Regions from separate parts of the Xenopus laevis genome. Here region 2 is linked to region 1. The links are chromatin contacts, called in public Hi-C maps. All regions are on one chromosome and are shown on one strand. Each heading gives the region's core, a stretch centred on a gene start, on an enhancer-like site or on the middle of the called end of the contact. The rest is flanking DNA. Distances are from core to core; before and after follow the strand shown. Region 1 holds the start of LOC108708782 (zinc finger protein 569-like). Region 2 has its middle 6.5 kb from the start of arfgap1l.L.

The links. A called contact is a pair of places that touch in the nucleus more often than the background predicts.
Region 2: a contact with region 1 is called in a Hi-C map of the XTC cell line, with 5 times the contacts expected there. The contact joins the enhancer-like site here to the promoter of LOC108708782 in region 1. A contact is called at or near these places in 2 of 4 Hi-C or Micro-C datasets (the XTC cell line and animal cap).

Annotation. Positions count from the first base shown.
Region 1 is chr2L:180,975,099-180,980,895 of Xenopus_laevis_v10.1, forward strand. LOC108708782 (zinc finger protein 569-like) reads right to left here and starts at 3,028. Exons shown (of 12, transcript XM_041582760.1): 1 at 2,872-3,028; 2 at 507-1,149. The coding sequence starts at 1,136.
Region 2 is chr2L:181,023,571-181,029,810 of Xenopus_laevis_v10.1, forward strand. No RefSeq gene overlaps it. Among protein-coding and RNA genes, the nearest start is that of arfgap1l.L, 6.5 kb to the right of the region's middle. Within about 2 kb of position 1,656, at least 1 of the 7 cell types and tissues checked has an H3K27ac peak or open chromatin away from gene starts, as enhancers often do.

The sequences.
Region 1 (5,797 bases), core at 1,778-4,277:
AGCTTAACAAGCTGCCCCCCCCCCTTAAAACCCCTACCTTCCCTATGTTAAACAGCTGCCCAGTGTCAGTTGTTAGGCTGATACATTAGATAGGTATAAGAAGGGCTTGGATGGTGTTTAGCAAGTGAGGGAATACAGGGATATGGGAGATAGCTCATAGTACAAGTTGATCCAGGGACTGGTCTCATTGTATCTTGGGAAGGCATTTTCCCCTCTGAGGCAAATTGGAGAGGCTTCATATGGGTTTGTTGCCTTCCTCTGGATCAACTGGCAGTTAGGCAGGTTATATATAGACTTAAGGTTGAACTTGATGGACGTGTGTCATTTTTCAACCTAACTTACTATGTAACTATGTGTATGTGAGATTTTGACAAAAAACAGGCACCATTCTATGGTGGTAACAGCTATTATCCCCCCACCAGGGAACCAACCAAGTCTCCTGTAAAGGGCAAAGGGCGAGGTGATAACACAGGGAGAGATAAGGTGCAGGCACTCAGTGGGGTTACCTTGTCTGTGTGGTTCTTCTGATGTTTCAGGAGCTCTGATCTCCAGCGGAAGCCTTTGCCACACTCGATGCACTGGAAGGGTTTCTCCCCGGTGTGAGTTCTCAGGTGGGTGGTGAGGTGCTGGCGCTGTACAAAGCTCTTGCCACACACAGTGCACTGATAGGGTCTCTCCCCAGTGTGGATCCGTGCGTGGATCAGAAGGGACGTGTGCCGACGGAAGTTCTTCCCACAAATGTTACACAGGAAGCTCCTCTCACCCTTGTGAGCCTTTTGGTGTCTGGCCAAGTCCATGCTACGCCCAAAGCTTTTACTGCACTGCCCACAACTAAACGGTCCCTCCCCTGAGGGCTTCCTCTGCCGAGGCTTGGGGGGCTTTTTAGTCAGGCAGTTCATGTCATACTGGAGGCAGGGAGAAGGACCGTCCCCAATCTGGATCTCTTGTTCCACTGTTAGTTGGGTCCCTAAATTGTAGTCGACTAAACAGTCCATTGTACCAGCCAGAACTGCCCCATCTATGTGCGGCTCCACCTTCAGCTGCTCCTGCAATTGTATGGCGGCTGTCACCTGATCCAGGGTAATGTCTGCAGCCTCCACCTTTATACCCTCAGCTCCCATAGTCATGTGCTCCATGGCTCCTCTGCCCCTGAAGGGTTAAAATAAGTGTCAGCTCATGTTCCATGTATGGAAACACTCATTGGTCCGTAGTCTCTCCCTTATTGCAGCCTATACAGGATCTTCTGCCTGGGCTCTCTGTAAATATGCACTACAATATATATATATATTATATATATATATATATATATATGCATATATATAATATATATATATATATATATATATATTTTTTTTTTTTTTTTTTTTTAAACACTCCAATGTGAGTGCACTCAAAACAAAAACAGCCAATGCCTAGGTGCAGGTTTAATGTTTTGCAATATCGTTGGTCACAAACCGCACTCCAAGGACTTCATATGCGAAAAAAAGAAAAATATTTATTTCAGCTCCTCTATTCGAGCCGTCTTCAAGAAGACTTCCTGAAGACGGCTCCAGTAGAGGCGCGAAACGTTGAAATAAATATTTTTCGCATATGAATTCCTTGGAGTGCGGTTTGTGACCAATGATATATGTGTATATATATATATTTATAACCAAAGGAATGGTGCACTCCGTAGACAAAATTAATACCTGGGTGCCAGCATGGGAAATAAGCAGTGAAAAAGGATTGCGGCACTCACAGGGTTTTAGTGAAAAAACAAAAAATGTTTTATTATTAAGCCTCAACGTTTCGATCCCCCACAGGGATCTTCGTCAGGAGCAAAAACAAACAAGTGTGTGTGTGTGTGTGTGTGTGTGTGTGTGTGTGTGTGTGTGTGTGTGTGTGTGTGTGTGTGTGTGTGTGTGTGTGTGTTGTGTGTGTGTGTGTGTGTGTGTTGTGTGGTGTGTGTGTGTGTGTGTGTGTGTGTGTGTGTGTGTGTGTGTGTGTGTGTGTGTGTGTGTCCCATCTGTATTTATGTATACCACTTACTATGCTCCTCTACTGACCTGCTCCTCAACTCTTCTCTCATTACCTCCTCACATGCTCACATTCAAGACTTTGCAAGGGCTGCTCCCCTCCTCTGGAACTCTCTCCCATGGTCTGTCTGACTTTCTCCCAACCTTCCTGCTTTGAAAAGATCTCTTAAAACGTACTTCTTTCGAGAAGCCTACCCTCACTCTGCTTAACTAACAAACACAACACCACATACAGTACTACATCTCTCACTCACTTAATTTGATCCTGCCCACACCTTGTGTCTTATTCCCTTCCCTTTAGATTGTAAGCTCTTTTGCACAGGGCCTTCCTCGCCTTTTGTTCCAGTATTGGTTGTGATGTATGTAACTCCATGTTCTATGTATATAATTCATGTGATTTAATTGTATAATCACATTTGCTTTACACCGCTGCAAAATATGCTGGTGCTATATAAATACATGTTAATAATAAAATATATGTATATGTATGTATACAGACACACAGTGTTGTATATATATATATATATATATATATATAGATGTGTGTGTGTATTTATGTATATATTTATTGTATACAGACACACAGGATCTTCTGCCTGGACACACTGTAAATATTCAGTGCAGTATATAAATATATATAAACAGATGTGTCCCCTGTGTGTATTATATAAATATGAATATCCAGACACACAGGAATATACAGTATAATGTGTGAAGCCCAAGCTCATAGAGGAGCATTAGTGGCCCAGTATTTACATCATACAGCAGAATATAATATAATTATACACAGAAATCCTAGGGCCCCGCGGATATAAAAATGACAGGCCGCTCCCCCTCCCCTGCGGCACTCCTGTACCTTCAAGCCCCCCTCCAGGGCCTAAGGAAGGGGGTGCGCGGCCCTCCTGCTCCGTCTCAGCTTCTGCACTCTGCCCGGTGACAAGCCGCTTCCAGCTGCGGCCTGACCGGGGCTCTAAGCTCCGCCCTCTTCCGGCCATTAACCAATGGGGGAAAGGGAAAACTACTATTCCCAGAATGTCTCGCTGCAGGTGTGTTTCCTCTAAACGCGTCCCTGGGAAACTGGATACGACATAAACAGTTCCGCGCATGAGGAAGGTTCCCATGATCCCTGTGTATTCTGCGCACTGGCATTATATTGAGTGTGTGCAACTAAACCAAAGCCTTTCCTTCAGACAAAGTCAGGGGAGACTCCAGTCTGGGGGATACATTTCTGGCTGCTCCTGTCTCTCTTCCCTGACTGTCATTAGTACGACCTTGCTTTACGGTTTAGCAGGGTCACAGCTGCAGTCTGAGAACCCACTTTACATTGTCAGTACAGAAGCCTGTTGTGACTCATATAATGTATTACCACTAATGATCCTTTCTCCCTCCTTTTACTCAATTCTGGGTTTCTTTAGGGATTTACCTCTTGTCAGGTCTAATTTTCAAAACCAGCCAAGAGTAGAGTTGCCACATGGCCAGTAAAAATGATGGTTGATCCTAATGTTATTAAAAGGGAAAAAAGAAAAATATATAGGAAGGCCGGTGTTCTTTTCCAGAAAAGGTGGTTTGGCTGGTTTCCAAAGTACAAACCAGCCAAAGGCCCCAAAAGTAGCCCAAATCCGTACCTTGGCTAGTTTGTACTTTCAAAACCCATCTAGGCTTTAAATTAATAGCCCAATTTGGCTGGAAAATCGCCAACCTGGCAACCCTGTCTGTGTCTGAGACTGAGCCTGAGTTTAATGGCCCACCCTCCACCACAGCATGGCCCTGCCCCCTGCCGTGATTGCACCGGGCGAAAAGGTGGCAACCCTAGGTTACCACAACCCTGGTTGTCAAACTGATATGAGCTTCCAATTATGGCCTTGACAGAAAGACCACTGTACCATAGAACTGTTTGCTATTGTTTATTATTGTTGTATCAAGCTTGCAAATAAAAAAAAAAGGAACTGAGTATCACTCATGTATTATAATAATGTACCCCCTACTGTAAATGATAAGGATATTAGAAGTCACTGAGGGGTTGTTCTGTGACCATATAAAGGCACAAGGCTGCAGGCTGAGTTATACGGGGAACTCTGAGTATCACTTATGTATTATAAGGGATAATGTACCCCCTACTGTAAATGATAAGGATATTAGAAGTCACTGAGGGGTTGTTCTGTGACCATATAAAGGCACAAGGCTGCAGGCTGAGTTATACAGGGAACTCTGAGTATTACTCATGTATTATAAGGGATAATGTACCCCTACTGTAAATGATAAGGATATTAGAAGTCACTGAGGGGTTGTTCTGTGACCATATAAAGGCACAAGGCTGCAGGCTGAGTTATACAGGAACTCTGAGTATCACTCATGTATTATAAGGGATAATGTACCCCTACTGTAAATGATAAGGATATTAGAAGTCACTGAGGAGTTGTTCTGTGACCATATAAAAGGCACAAGGCTGCAGGCTGAGTTATACAGGGAACTCTGAGTATCACTCATGTATTATAAGGGATAATGTACCCCCTACTGTAAATGATAAGGATATTAGAAGTCACTGAGGAGTTGTTCTGTGACCATATAAAGGCACAAGGCCGCAGGCTGAGTTACACAGGGAACTCTGAGTATCACTCATGTATTATAAGGGATTATGTACCTCCTACTGTAAATGATAAGGATATTAGAAGTCACTGAGGAGTTGTTCTGTGACCATATAAAGGCACAAGGCCGCAGGCTGAGTTACACAGGGAACTCTGAGTATCACTCATGTATTATAAGGGATAATGTACCCCCTACTGTAAATGAGAAGGATATTAGAAGTTATTGAGGGGTTGTTCTGTGACCATATAAAGACACAAGGCTGCAGGCTGAGTTATACAGGGAACTCTGAGTATCACTCATGTATTATAAGGGATAATGTACCCCCTACTGTAAATGATAAGGATATTAGAAGTCACTGAGGGGTTGTTCTGTGACCATATAAAGGCACAAGGCTGCAGGCTGAGTTATACAGGGAACTCTGAGTATCACTCATGTATTATAAGGGATAATGTACCTCCTACTGTAAATGATAAGGATATTAGAAGTCACTGAGGGGTTCTGTGACAATATAAAGCGGCACCAGGCTGCAGGTAGAATCAGTTAATGTTGCTCTAATCGTGTGACCACTAGAGGGCACACATAGGCTATTTTTGACTACAATACCGATGACTTTCACAAAAACTTTTGTAACACTTCCCTTTTTAAAATGTTTCTTAACCATTTGCTTTAAAACATTTCCCCCTTTCAAGTTTCACAGTTGCAGTTATGTAAATCAAATAACTGAGCGGCTAAACAAAGTCCCTCCTGATAACCTGTAGATTTTGGCAAATGCCACAGAAAGACAGTATTTATTGGGCCTGTGTGTGTGTGTGTGTGTGTGTGTGTGTGTGGGGGGGTGTTTGGGCCACTGTGTACTTGAAATGCCAGGGACTATTTTGAATCCCTGTTTTTGAATGGATCCAGTGGCTCTGAAGAGCTGGGGAGAAGTTTTTATGAGCAACATTGCGTTAAAGGGGTTGTTCACCTATAAATTAACTGTTAGTATGATGCAGAGAGTGATATTCTAAGACAATTTGTATTTGGTTTTAATTTTTTATTTGTGGCTTTTAAGTTATTAAGCTTTTTATTCAGCAGCTCTCCAGTTTGCAATGACCTTAGCAACCATACAGTGATTTGAAAAAGAGATTGGAATATGAATAGGAGAGGCATGACTAGAAAGATGAGTAATAAAAAGTAACAATAACAATAAATGAGTA
Region 2 (6,240 bases), core at 406-2,905, 47 kb after region 1:
TTATCTACTGGGAGGCCCTTCCCCACCTCCACTACTCTGTACTTTTCTACTGGGATGCGCTTCCCTTACTCCACTACTCTGCACTTATCTACTGGGAGGCCCTTCCCTTCCTCCACTACTCTGCACTTATCTACTGGGAGGTAGGTCCTACCCCGCCTCCACTACTGTGCACTTATCTACTGGGATGCGCTTCCCTTACTCCACTACTCTGCACTTATCTACTGAGAAGCCCTTCCCCGCCTCCACTACTCTGCACTTATCTACTGGGAGGCCCTTCCCTGCCTCCACTATTCTGTATTTATCTACTGGGAGGCCCTTCCCTTCCTCCACTATTCTGCACTTATCTACTGGGAGGCCCTTCCCTACCTCCACTACTCTGCACTTGTCTACTGGGAGGCCCTTCACTGCCTCCACTACTCTACACTTATCTACTGGGAGGCCCTTCCCCACCTCCACTACTCTGTACTTTTCTGCTGGGATGCGCTTCCCTTCCTCCACTACTCTGCACTTATCTACTGGGAGGTAGGTCCTACCCCGCCTCCACTACTGTGCACTTTTCTACTGGGATGCGCTTCCCTTCCTCCACTACTCTGCACTTATCTACTGGGAGGCCCTTCCCTGCCTCCACTATTCTGTATTTATCTACTGGGAGGCCCTTCCCTTCCTCCACTATTCTGCACTTATCTACTGGGAGGCCCTTCCCTACCTCCACTACTCTGCACTTGTCTACTGGGAGGCCCTTCACTGCCTCCACTACTCTACACTTATCTACTGGGAGGCCCTTCCCCACCTCCACTACTCTGTACTTTTCTGCTGGGATGCGCTTCCCTTCCTCCACTACTCTGCACTTATCTACTGGGAGGTAGGTCCTACCCCGCCTCCACTACTGTGCACTTTTCTACTGGGATGCGCTTCCCTTCCTCCACTACTCTGCACTTATCTACTGAGAAGCCCTTCCCCGCCTCCACTACTCTGCACTTATCTACTGGGAGGCCCTTCCCCGCCTCCACTACTCTGCACTTATCTACTGGGAGGCCCTTCCCTGCCTCCACTATTCTGTATTTATCTACTGGGAGGCCCTTCCCTTCCTCCACTATTCTGCACTTATCTGCTGGGAGGCCCTTCCCTACCTCCACTACTCTGCACTTGTCTACTGGGAGGCCCTTCACTGCCTCCACTACTCTGCATTTATCTACTGGGAGGCCCTTCCCCACCTCCACTACTCTGCTTTTATCTACTGAGAAGCCCTTCCCCGCCTCCATTACTCTGCACTTATCTACTGGGAGGCCCTTCCCCGCCTCCACAACTCTGCACATATCTACTGGGAGGCCCTTCCCTGCCTCCACTACCTCCATGTTTTTGCATATAATAAGCACCCCTCCCCAAAATGAATTTTTTATTTGCCTCTCTTGATTCACAGGAGCTTTATCTACATTGGAATTATTTGAGCCCAAGGAGTGAGAGCCACAGGCTCAGCTCAATTGGACCCTAGGGCCACATCGCCAAAACTGCTTTAAATGAGAATTTAAAAAGATCCATGTTTGGGAAAAGAAGGAAACATCAAATATGACCTTGAGCCCAGAAGGAGAGTGTGTGCAACTGCGTCACAACATGTTCCCATGGAAACGTGAGCAGAGTGGAGACGGGTGTTCTGGTCCCTGACGTAGGTCCCTCTGCAGAGATTTCTCCTGCTCAAACCTCACTGTCTGTCCAACTGGTGCTTCTGAATCTTGAAACAATGTAGCACAAGAGCCAGACTGGTGAAGAAGCATGCAGGGCTGACATCTGCTAGATTGCTTCAGGAGTAAGAACCAGCAGTGCAGAGTTTCTAAATAACCAGGCCGACACTGCTTTCAATAACTAACTTTGGAATCTGTAATGAATGGATATTGAGAAGTTGCTTACAATTATACTTTCATTGGGCAGAGTTCCCCTTTAAATGTTCATTCTTCTTAAGGGCAGCCATTAATAAATTCTGAAATATATTGGGAACAGGGAGTCCCTGACCCAAACACGTTGTATATTTATAATCAGCGCATCAGTCACAGGCTGATCCTGTAATTCCAAGAAACAGAGCCCAAGGCTACAGCTGCTGAGTCACATTGATTCACTAGTCACCAACTAAATGTTCTGTCCAATAAAACCCAAATCCCAAAGATTAAGATACACAGAGTAGTAAATATAACTCATTGGGCAACCGGTACTACCATACTGCTTTATATGTAACAAGGTTACACATATATAGAAACATTGGGGTGTCACCCTGCTATAGTTCCAGAGGTACCCAGGGCACAAATAAACACTCACCCCAAATCTCCCCCTAACTGACCTTCAGACTGGGCCCCCTTAGCTCATAACAAGGTTACAGATATATAGAAACATTAGGTAACAGTCACCCTGCTATAGTTCCAGGGGTACCCAGGGTACAAATAAACACTCACCCCAAATCTCCCCCTAACTGACCTTCAGACTGGGCCCCTTAGCTCATAACAAGGTTACAGATATATAGAAACATTGGGGTGTCACCCTGCTATAGTTCCAGGCGTACCCAGGGCACAAATAAGCACTCACCCCAAATCTCCCCCTAACTGACCTTCAGACTGGGCCCCCTTAGCTCATAACAAGGTTACAGATATAGAAACATTGGGGTGTCACCCTGCTATAGTTCCAGGGGTACCCAGGGTACAAATAATCACTCACCCCAAATCTCCCCCTAACTGACCTTCAGACTGGGCCCCCTTAGCTCATAACAAGGTTACAGATATATAGAAACATTGGGGTGTCACCCTGCTATAGTTCCAGGGGACCCAGGGTACAAATAAGCCCTCACCCCAAATCTCCCCCTAACTGACCTTCAGACTGGGCCCCCTTAGCTCATAACAAGGTTACAGATATATAGAAACATTGGGGTAACAGTCACCCTGCTATAGTTCCAGGGGTACCCAGGGCACAAATAAACACTCACCCCAAATCTCCCCCTAACTGACCTTCAGACTGGGCCCCTTAGCTCATAACAAGGTTACAGATATATAGAAACAATATTCAGAAGTTAAAAGAATAAGGAATAAATTCTGCTATAGGCAACAGAAGAGCAAACTCCCTGTATTGTCTGTATGTGGGTTACTATGGGATGTTATATAAGTTCAAACCAGAGCCAACTAACTAAACTAACTAGAACTTTGCTGACAGCTGTAACAGATCATTTATAAATGGGATCAGTCAGTTATTTCATCTCAGTCCAATCATTTGGACCAATGATTCAGTCGCTTTTAACTCCGTGATGGCTCCAAACTGGGAAATGCAGTGATGGGACAAGTGCGCCCTCCTGTGGTGAATTAGAGGAACCAGTTATTCATGCAGCAGAAACAATGGATCAGTTATGAATCTATTTGTACATTTCACACTGATTGATAGAAAACAATTACATTTGCTGAATTTCTCTGGGTGCCTTAGAGGGTTTAACAGGTCTCACTGGGCATCTGACCCAATAACAAGAATCTGTAGTTCTATAATTATATGGTAGTTAGTGATGGGCGAAAATATTAGCCAGACGCAAATTTGTGGCGATTTTCCACTTTTTGACACTTTTTTTTTAGATTTTTTTTAGATTCCACGAAAATTCGCCGGCGTCAAAAAAATTTAGACGCGCTTCAAAACAGTTGCACGTCAACACTATTCGGACGCCCATTGACTTTCACACCGGCGTCAAAATTCTAGTTTCGCTAATTTTTCGGTGAAGCGAAATGGGAGAAATTCATCCATCACTAATGGTAGTTAAAGGGGTTGTTCACCTTTAAATTAACTGTTAGTATGATGCAGAGAGTGATATTCTGAGACAATTTGCAATTGGTTTTCATTATTTGTAGTTTTTGACTTATTTAGCTTTATATTCAGCAGCTCTCCAGTTTGCAATTTCAGCCATCTGGTTGCTAGGGTCCAAATTCCCCTAGCAACCATGCATTGATTTGAATAAGAGACTGGAATATGAATAGGAAAGGCCTGAATTGGTTCATATTAACATTCAGGGGCCCATTTACTTAGCTAGAGTGAAGGAATAGAATAAAAAAAGCTTTGAATTTCTAATGTTTTTTTTGACTACTTCAACCATCGAATTGGCTACTTCGACCTTCGACTACGACTTCGAATCGAACGATTCGAACTAAAAATCATTTGACTATTCGACCATTCGATAGTCGAAGTATTGTCTCTTTAAAAAAAACTTCGATCCCCCCCCTACTTCGCCACCTAAAACCTACCGAGGTGCCATGTTAGCCTATGGGGAAGGTCCCCATAGGCTTTCTAACAATTTTTAGTTTGAAGAAAAATCATTCGATCGATGGGTTAAAATCCTTCGAATCAAATGTTTTGAAGGATTTAATCGGTCGATCGAACAATTTTTCGTTCGATCAAACTATTTGCGGTAAATCCTTCGACTTTGATATTCGAAGTCGAAGGATTTACATTCGGCAGTCGAATATCGAGGGTTAATTAACCCTCGATATTCGACCCTATGTAAATCTTCCCCTCAGTGTTGGACTGGCCCACCAGGATACCAAGGAAACTCCCGGTTGGCACAGTGGGCCCTCCTGCTTCGAAGCATTTGTAACAATTTCATTTTCATTCTGTAATTGTTTATGGAAAGAAAGGGGCCAGATAGATGGAGAATAGAGTTTATCATGTAAAGAAAAGTACTAAGAAAGAGAGAGAAGTGGAAGAAAATTAGCTTGGAGAATGGGCCATTGGTGTAAGGTTTTCTGGTGGGCCCCTGGCATCCCAGTCCATCACTGCTAACAGTTAATTTAATGATGAACAACCCCTTTAATAACCAAAATGTTATTATTCTACGTGTGTCTTTTGGGTATTTTCCTCATTGTAACAATTCTTAAATAAATATATAGTTATGGACTTTTCCACTGAATGGACTTTCAATGGACTGATCTTTTTGCTATTTATAATTTTTTTTCACCTCCCACTCTTGTAACTGCTGAACGACACCGATTATTTTGCTATAAAAAAATCACCTTAATTGTTTCCTCTTTAGGGCTCTTACACACGGGCGGTTTTTCCAGCGCTCCTCTGCGTTACGCTTTCTTCTGTTCAGCCGCAGGGGAGCGCAGGAGTAGACGCACTCAAGTATTGTGAAGGGGACTGTACTCACACGGGCGCATGTAAGCGGCAAATGCAGGTAAAATGCAACATGCTGCCTTACACCTTACATGCTTACATGCGTCTGTGTGAGTAAAGTCCCCTTCACAATACTTGAGTGGGTCTACTCCTGCGCTCCCCTGCGGCTGAATGGAAGAAAGCGTAACGCAGAGGAGCGCAGGAAAAAACACCCGTTTGTAAGAGCCCTAAATGAATCTTGCCAGAGCCGGGCCACACTGGCCAGGTGCCCCAGGCGACCTGGGCAGCCGCAGCGCCGGGTGAGCGCGCGAATGCGCAAGCTGATGACGCCGGCGCTCATGCCCAAGTTGACGCCGGCGCACATGTGCGTGTCAACGCCAGCACGGAAATGCCCAGGAAATTTATATTATACCACAAGGATTCTTGATACAGATTTCTGGCATGCCATGCAGAATGAATTAAGTAGGTAATATTTAGAAGCCCAATCCCAAATAGGGTTGCCACCTGGCCGATATTTTACTGGCCTGGCCGGTAAAAATGATGGTTGATCCTAATTTTATTAATAGGGAATAAAAATAAATATAAAGGAAGGCGAGTGATATGATCCCAATGTTATTAATAGGGAATAAAGATAAATATATAGGAAGGTCAGTGATCCCAATGTTATTAATAGGGAATAAAGATAAATATATAGGAAGGTCAGTGATATGATCCCAATGTTATTAATAGGGAATAAAGATAAATATATAGGAAGGTCAGTGATCCCAATGTTATTAATATGGAATAAAGATAAATATATAGGAAGGTCAGTGATATGATCCCAATGTTATTAATAGGGAATAAAGATAAATATATAGGAAGGCCAGTGATCCCAATGTTATTAATAAGGAATAAAGATAATATATAGGAAGGTCAGTGATATGATCCCAATGTTATTAATAGGGAATAAAGATAAATATATAGGAAGGTCAGTGATCCCAATGTTTATTAATAGGGGAATAAGATAAATATATAGGAAGGTTCAGTGACCCAATGTTATTAATAGGGATAAAGATAAATATATAGGAAGGTCAGTGATCCCAAATGTTACAGTGATCCCAATTAATAGGGAATAAA